Regions from separate parts of the Ovis aries genome. Here region 2 is linked to region 1. Evidence: chromatin contacts called from public Hi-C data. All regions are on one chromosome and are shown on one strand. Each heading gives the region's core, a stretch centred on a gene start, on an enhancer-like site or on the middle of the called end of the contact. The rest is flanking DNA. Distances are from core to core; before and after follow the strand shown.

Region 1 (3,235 bases), core at 385-2,884:
ATCAGGGCAGGGTGGGCCAGCAAGAGAACCAAGCCTCAGCCCCTCTCTGCACCTCTGGACTGTGCAGAACAGACCCCCTGGGGCACGGGGGTCCCTGCCACCCCCAACACTCCTAGTGGCCTCTTCTACTCCCAGATCCCCCTTGCTGGGAAGGGCATCCGCAACTGAATAGTTTCAGCCCCGTGGGTCCTTACTGGCTTGTGGTTACAGGGAACCTCTCCTGCCATGACCTTGCTGGGTGACCTTGAGTGAGCCACGCCCCTCTCTGGTCCCAGCCTCATCATCTGCAGACTGAGAGGCTGGAGGTGAAAGGGCTGGGGGATCAGCCGTGCCCTCACGGTGCCCCCCATGGACCAGGCCATCCTGGATTTTGCATAAACACTCGTCATTCAGCCCTCATGGGAACTCCGCCAGCCGTCGGCTGCTGTTCCCATCCCTTTAAAGCTGGGGAAACAGAGGCAAAAAGAGGCTCAAGTCCCTTGTCCAAGACTACACATCTCGGGGGTCCCGGGCCCCCGGACCCCCCAGGTAACATGGCACTGGATGTAGGTTGGTAAAGACAAACAACCAAAAGAGAGCAATCTCAGCTCAAATCGCCTGATCCAGCAAACGCACTTCTGGGCTAATTTAACTATGCACATATTTCCTTACGATATTCTGAAATTTTTGCCCTAAGAAAACCTCCCGGAGAAAAGAAAGTTCTGTGCAGCTTGTCTTCCCGCGAGTGACCGACCACACAGCAAGAAGCTGCACCCTGAGACGCCGTGAGTCCACCAGGGGGCGCCTTAGCAGCCAACAAAGCGAAGGCCAGTGCAAAATGCCGGGTCCACCCAGTGCCATCGAAACGACAAAGCCCAAAGCTCCCATACGGAGACCTTGCACTGTGGACGCCCGGGTCCCGTGCCGGCGGCAGGAACGTGAGCAGGGAGGCACACAGAGAACCCACCCAGAGGCCCAAGAACCTGCCTGAGCTCTGCTGGGTCAGGAGGGGTCCCGGGCCCTGGTGGGCGTCCAGCCTGCCTCACCCCTCCCCGCAAGGCCCTCTGGCTGGGGGGAAGGCAGCGCGTCCCTCCCAGGGGAGCACAGATTAGCCAGGCGGCCCCCGCCCCAGGCAGCCGGGGGCCAGCGGGTGGGAGCACCTGGCATCTTCCCGGGGAGCCTCAGGTCATCTGCTGACACCTGCCGCCCTGCAGTCCTCGCTGGGGGCTGAGGCTTCCGGGGGGCTCAGAGCCCCCTGCCCAGTGCCTGCCAGGCCGGGAGTGAGGAGGGCAGAGTGGGCAGGACAGCAAAGGGCCTCAGTCCAGCCCTGGCTGCAGGCGGAGGTGTGGTCCAGCATGCCCCTCACTTCTCCAGAAGGACCTGGAGGGAAGCAGCCCCGCTGAGCCCCCACCCCTGCCCCCGGGGGCTGGGTCTAGGCTGCGTGCAGGTCTCTCCCCAAGGCAGCCAGGCTGGGATCTCCAGGCCCACTGGGCTGTCCACTAAAACACCCCCTCCCCTGCTGGTCCCAGCCCCGGTCCTCACCTCCCCCTTCTGGCTGCCCCCCAATCCTACCTCTCAGTGGGTCTCTGAGAACTCGTCTCAGAACTCGGGCTGGAGAACACGACTGCCCAGCCGGCCAAGGGGCCTGGAAGACCTGCTGGGATATGACGGGGCCGGGCTGGGCTGGGCTGGGCTGGGCTGGCAGCCACGTGGGGACAGAAGGGTATTTTTAGTCTCTGTCAGCATGGGGGGTGGGCGGTGGCCAGTAGGGGGAGGAGAGAGGTGACAGCTCCTCTCTGCCTGTCCTCTCTGAATGGCCATGCTGGCCGGGAGCCTCCTGTGACCTCTGGGCCAGGACAGACGGCAGGAAGCACCGGGGGAGCGGCACGTCTGGGCTCACCCCTTACTCCCAGTGAGGCGTGCTGGCTCTCTCCCTTCTGTTTTTTCATTGGCAGGAGGGGCACAGTGAAGTCTGAGCTGGGGACTCAGGGGCCACACAGAGCCCTCAGTTCAAGGCCAGGGTGTCATGGGGGCCCGGCACGTACCAGCTTTCCTGGGGTTGTTGACAGGAGCTCACATGGCCTCTTATTTTCTACCACGTGGGGAAAAGTGCCCATGGTGAGGAAATGCGGGTTGCTCAGCAAAGACTTCCAAAACCTTGGGCCCCTGGTGCCGGGGAGTCTTGGTGGTAAAGAAGGGGCTCAGAGAGGCGCCTCCCAGGCTGGTGATGGGGGTGTGCAGTCCTCAGGCTCTGTCCGCTTGTATCGCGGTCTTGGCCTTGGGCCTGCCCTGCTGTCTTCATTAGTAGCAATGCCCAGGAAGGCTAAGAAACGGGATGGCCTAAAAATACAGCCGCGGAGGCTCGTGGCCTCCTGGGAGGTCTGGGTTCACGGCAGTCTCAGGGGAACTCCTGACGCCTGAATCTCTGCAGGTTCTGGAGTCACAGGCCCTACCAAGTCTGGGGTGAGCTGGAGGGGCTGCAGGGCATCTCTCATGCCAGGGGACAGAGGGGGTATCTCTCATGCCAGGGGCAGAGGGGGCATCTCATGCCAGGGGGCAGAGGGACATCTCTCATGCCAGGGGCAGAAGGGCATCTCTCATGCCAGGGGCATAGGGGCATCTCTCGTGCCAGGGGGATAGGAGGAATCTCTCATTCCAGGAGGCAGAGGGGGAGTCTCTCATGCCAGGGGGCAGAGGAGGTGTCTCTTATGCCAGGGGCAGAGGTGGCATCTCTCATGCCAGGGGGCAGAGGAGCATCTCTCATGCCAGGGGATAGAGGGGGCACCTCTCATGCCAGGGGCAGAGGGGGCATCTCTCATGCCAGGGGGCAGAGGGGCATAACTCATGCCAGGGGCAGAGGGGGGCATCTCTCATGCCAGGGGGCAGAGGGACGTTTCCAGCCCCAGGCCTTCAGGCACCAGGGAGGCCAGCTGGGGGGCTCTGCCTGTCAGCCCCTCCATCTTGTACCCGCTCGGGCCTCACCAGTACAACCAGTTTCTAGGTGTGCTGGGACATGGAGGAGTCAGGTAGCCAAGGCTGACCGGCCTCCCAAAGCCCACTGGGGACTCGTTGGTGTTCTTACAGGGCAGAGGGGCCTGGGGGCACCAGGGTGACGGGCCCCACTCCTGGCAAGGTAAGGGAATTTCCCCAGGGTGTCTGGGTGTCAGGACAGCGTGGGTTTGGGACAGCTGTCTCCTCCCGGGCATGCTGGAGCTGGCCCGGCTTCCTGCTGAGGCGCTCATTGTGAGCTGGCCTG
Region 2 (3,235 bases), core at 272-2,771, 140 kb after region 1:
GCTCTTCTCATTGGTTGGTCTTTCTTGATTTCCATAAAAATAACAGCCCATGTTCCCAGCAGGGGAAGAACAGGTCTTCATAAAGAATTATCCTCTTTTGACTTGTCTGGTAACTAACTCCCTGAAAGACAAGTTCAAATGATTTATCCTTACTTCCAGACTTGCACCTTGGCCCCGGGGCTTAAGCCACCATGTAGGGGGCATTTGTCAAAAATATTCACAGACAAATTGTTGCTGCCTAAGGCAATGGAACCCCACTCCAGTACTCTTGCCTGGAAAATCCCATGGACGGAGCGGGTCAGGGTCCTGGGCTGCCACTACATGCTGTGGCCAGAGTTCTGGTTTTGTACCCAGGCTGCCCCTGGTCTGCTTGTGTTTCAGTCTCTCTAGTTTTCCGGCTCCTGCGGGGCTGGGAAGCAGGGGATAGGACCAGCACACGTGGGCCCCACAGGTTCCAACTGCGCTCGTTGAGATTCACCTGCTCCTTGGGATCAGTGCTTCCTGACTTGTCGCTTTGTTGTTGAGTCTTGTTCAGACTTGTTGCCAGTCTCTGGTAGGCTGGTAGGCGGCAGACCATGGGATAGGGGAGAGTCGGACACGACTGAGCGACTTCATTTTCACTTTTCGCTTTCATGCATTGGAGAAGGAAATGGCAACCCACTCCAGTGTTCTTGCTTGGAGAATCCCAGGGACAGGGGAGCCTGGTGGGCTGCTGTCTATGGGATTGCACAGAGTCGAACACAACTGAAGCAACTTAGCAGCAGCAGCAGCAGCAGAAAGGCAATAGTTAACACCTGGGGCAAAGGATATGTGTGCTAAATCATTTCAGTCATGCCTGACTCTGTGGGACCCTATGCACTATAGCCTGTCAGGCTCCTCTGTCCATTGGTTTCTCCAGGCAAGAATACTGTAGTGGGTTGCCATGCCCTCCTCCAGGGGATCTTCCTGACCCAGGGATCAAACCCAAATCTCTCTGCTGCATTGGCAGGCACGTTCTTTACCGCTGGCGCCACCAACCAAAGAGCTTTCTTCCTTTTCTTGGAGAATGGTATTAGAAATCAACATCTGGGTGCTGGGCATGCCCGTCGCTACTGGGGTTTGGACCTGGCTGGAGAAGTTACAGGTGCAGCCCACTGGATACCAGATAGGTTTGCTGGTTTCTCCTTGTCAGAACGGGTCTGCGGTCACAGAGCTAGCAGAAAGCTGTCCTCCAGAGGTCCGGCTGAGAATAGGTAGCCATCAGCTACGAATGGCCAGGCACACAGACACACAGAGCGAGTGGGGCTAGCGGGAATCCTCCAGGGTGCAGGTGGACCCAGGTAAGACGTGGTGAGGGACCAGAAGGTGAGAAGAAGGAATCAGCATGCTGGTGGGCCAGGAGGCATGGAGAGCGTGGCGTCTGTACCAGCGGGACCACAGGGAAACTGTTGCCAGGCCAGGCCGCAAGGCTGCTGAGCAGCCCTGTGTTCTCCGTACATGCTGGGGGCAGAGCACCACCCTAAGGGCCCATCAGAAAGCTGCGCAGGCAGGCGAGCTCCTCTTCATGTGTCCCTGTAGCACCCTCTACTGGGGACTTAACACTGTGTTCACTGGTAGAGGCAAAAGGCTTCAAGAATTCTTCCACCACTGCAGAGCCGGTACTGAAGGGTGAATTTGGAGCTGGGAGGGGATAGATTGATCACCGGCACCAGTCAGGACAGCTCCCTAAGTATTCCTGCCTATTAATCCTAACATGGGCATCAACTGCCCATCAGTTTCAATTCACTGGTTTTGTTCACATCAGGGTCATATTTTCCTGTTTCTCCACACCCCTGGTAATTTTTGCTCGGAAGCCTGATACTGTGAATTTCAAGTTGTCACGTGGTAGATACTCTGTAGTCCTAGGAATATCCTTAGCTTTGTTCCAGGATGCACTTACACCCCATGTTGGAAACAGACAGATTCTCCTGGGTCTTGCTTTTAAGACTTGTTAGACTGGATCAGAGGAGAAGGCAATGGCACCCCACTCCAGTACTCTTGCCTGGAAAATCCCACGGACGGAGGAGCCTGGTAGGCTGCGGTCCATGGGGTTGCTAAGAGTCGGACACGACTAAGCGACTTCCCTTCCACTTTTCGCTTTCATACATTGGAGAAGGAAATGGCAACCCACTCGTGTTCTTGCCTGGAGAATCCCAGGGACAGGGGAGCCTGGTGGGCTGCCGTCTATGGGGTTGCACAGCGTCGGACACGACTGAAGCGACTTAGCAGCAGTAGACTGGATCAGGGGGCTTTCCCAAGTGGTGCCAGCGGTAAAGAATCCATCTGCCAATGCAGGAGATACAAGAGACGCAGGTTCAATTCCTAGGTTGGGAAGATCGCCTGGAGAAGGCAATCTCCAGTAGTCTCGCCTGGAGAATCCTGTGGACAGAGGAGCCTGGTGGGCTACGGTCCATAGGGTCGCAAAGAGTCGGACATGACTGAAGCAACTTAGCATGCAGACTGGACCAGAGCCACGCTCAGATCAGGGTAATTATTTCTGTTACCGAGCTAACCCCCCAGTGTACTCTACCCAGTGTCCCAGGAGTCACAACGTCTTGGCTGGTGGTAACTGGAGATTCCCAGGTTGATGTGAGCTCCAGGCACCATTCCCCCTTTGGCTGGTTCAGCTTTGGGGGCTCCCCACACCTCACACCCGTGTGCTGGTCGGCGCTCTGCAGAACGCTCTGTAGGTCTCCAAGCCTTCCTCTGCGCTCTCGCCTCCCCAGGGCTCTGTCCTGAGAACTCTGGTCTCCCTGGACTCTCAGCTCCATCTCTCAGCTCGGGTCCAGCGGGCTCTGCTTCAGCCTTCCTCTCTGTGCTGCAAGTGGGAGCCTTCCAGGCAGAGAGCCGGGGCCGTGGTGGGGTCCCCTCTCTTGTCACCCACCTCTCAGAGGCTGCTGTCCCCGTTGTCTGGCACGCAGTGTCTTGAAAGCTGTCTTTCGTATTGCATATATTTCGTCTGGTTTTCTCTGTTGGTGTTCCAGGTGGCTGTGTAACTCTGGTCCCTGCGACTGCATTGTGGTTGGTCGGAGTCTCCTAAGAAGCCCAGCAAACACCCAAGTGGAGATACTGAGGCCATAGTTAGACGTATGTATTTGGAGTTGAAGGAAGATGTTCAAGGTGGAAGAATAAATTTGGGAGTCTTTTAGAAATAGATGGTATTTAGATCCATGAGAGGACTTCCCAGGTGGCTGCAGTGGTCAAGAGCAAGCCTGTC

What was found. Hi-C and Micro-C count contacts between places; a contact is called where the count stands out from the background.
Region 2: a Hi-C map of hypothalamus shows a contact between it and region 1, with 6 times the contacts expected there. The contact joins the enhancer-like site here to the promoter of KLHL30 in region 1. A contact is called at or near these places in 9 of 16 Hi-C or Micro-C datasets (blood, hypothalamus, liver and 5 more).

Annotation. Positions count from the first base shown.
Region 1 is chr1:3,164,715-3,167,949 of ARS-UI_Ramb_v3.0, forward strand. It overlaps KLHL30 (kelch like family member 30), which reads right to left and starts at 1,635. Exons shown (of 8, transcript XM_042244378.2): 1 at 1,552-1,635.
Region 2 is chr1:3,304,695-3,307,929 of ARS-UI_Ramb_v3.0, forward strand. No RefSeq gene overlaps it. Among named protein-coding and RNA genes, the nearest start is that of UBE2F, 13 kb to the left of the region's middle. Within about 2 kb of position 1,522, at least 11 of the 54 cell types and tissues checked have an H3K27ac peak or open chromatin away from gene starts, as enhancers often do. A contact at or near this core is called in hypothalamus, where this site is marked.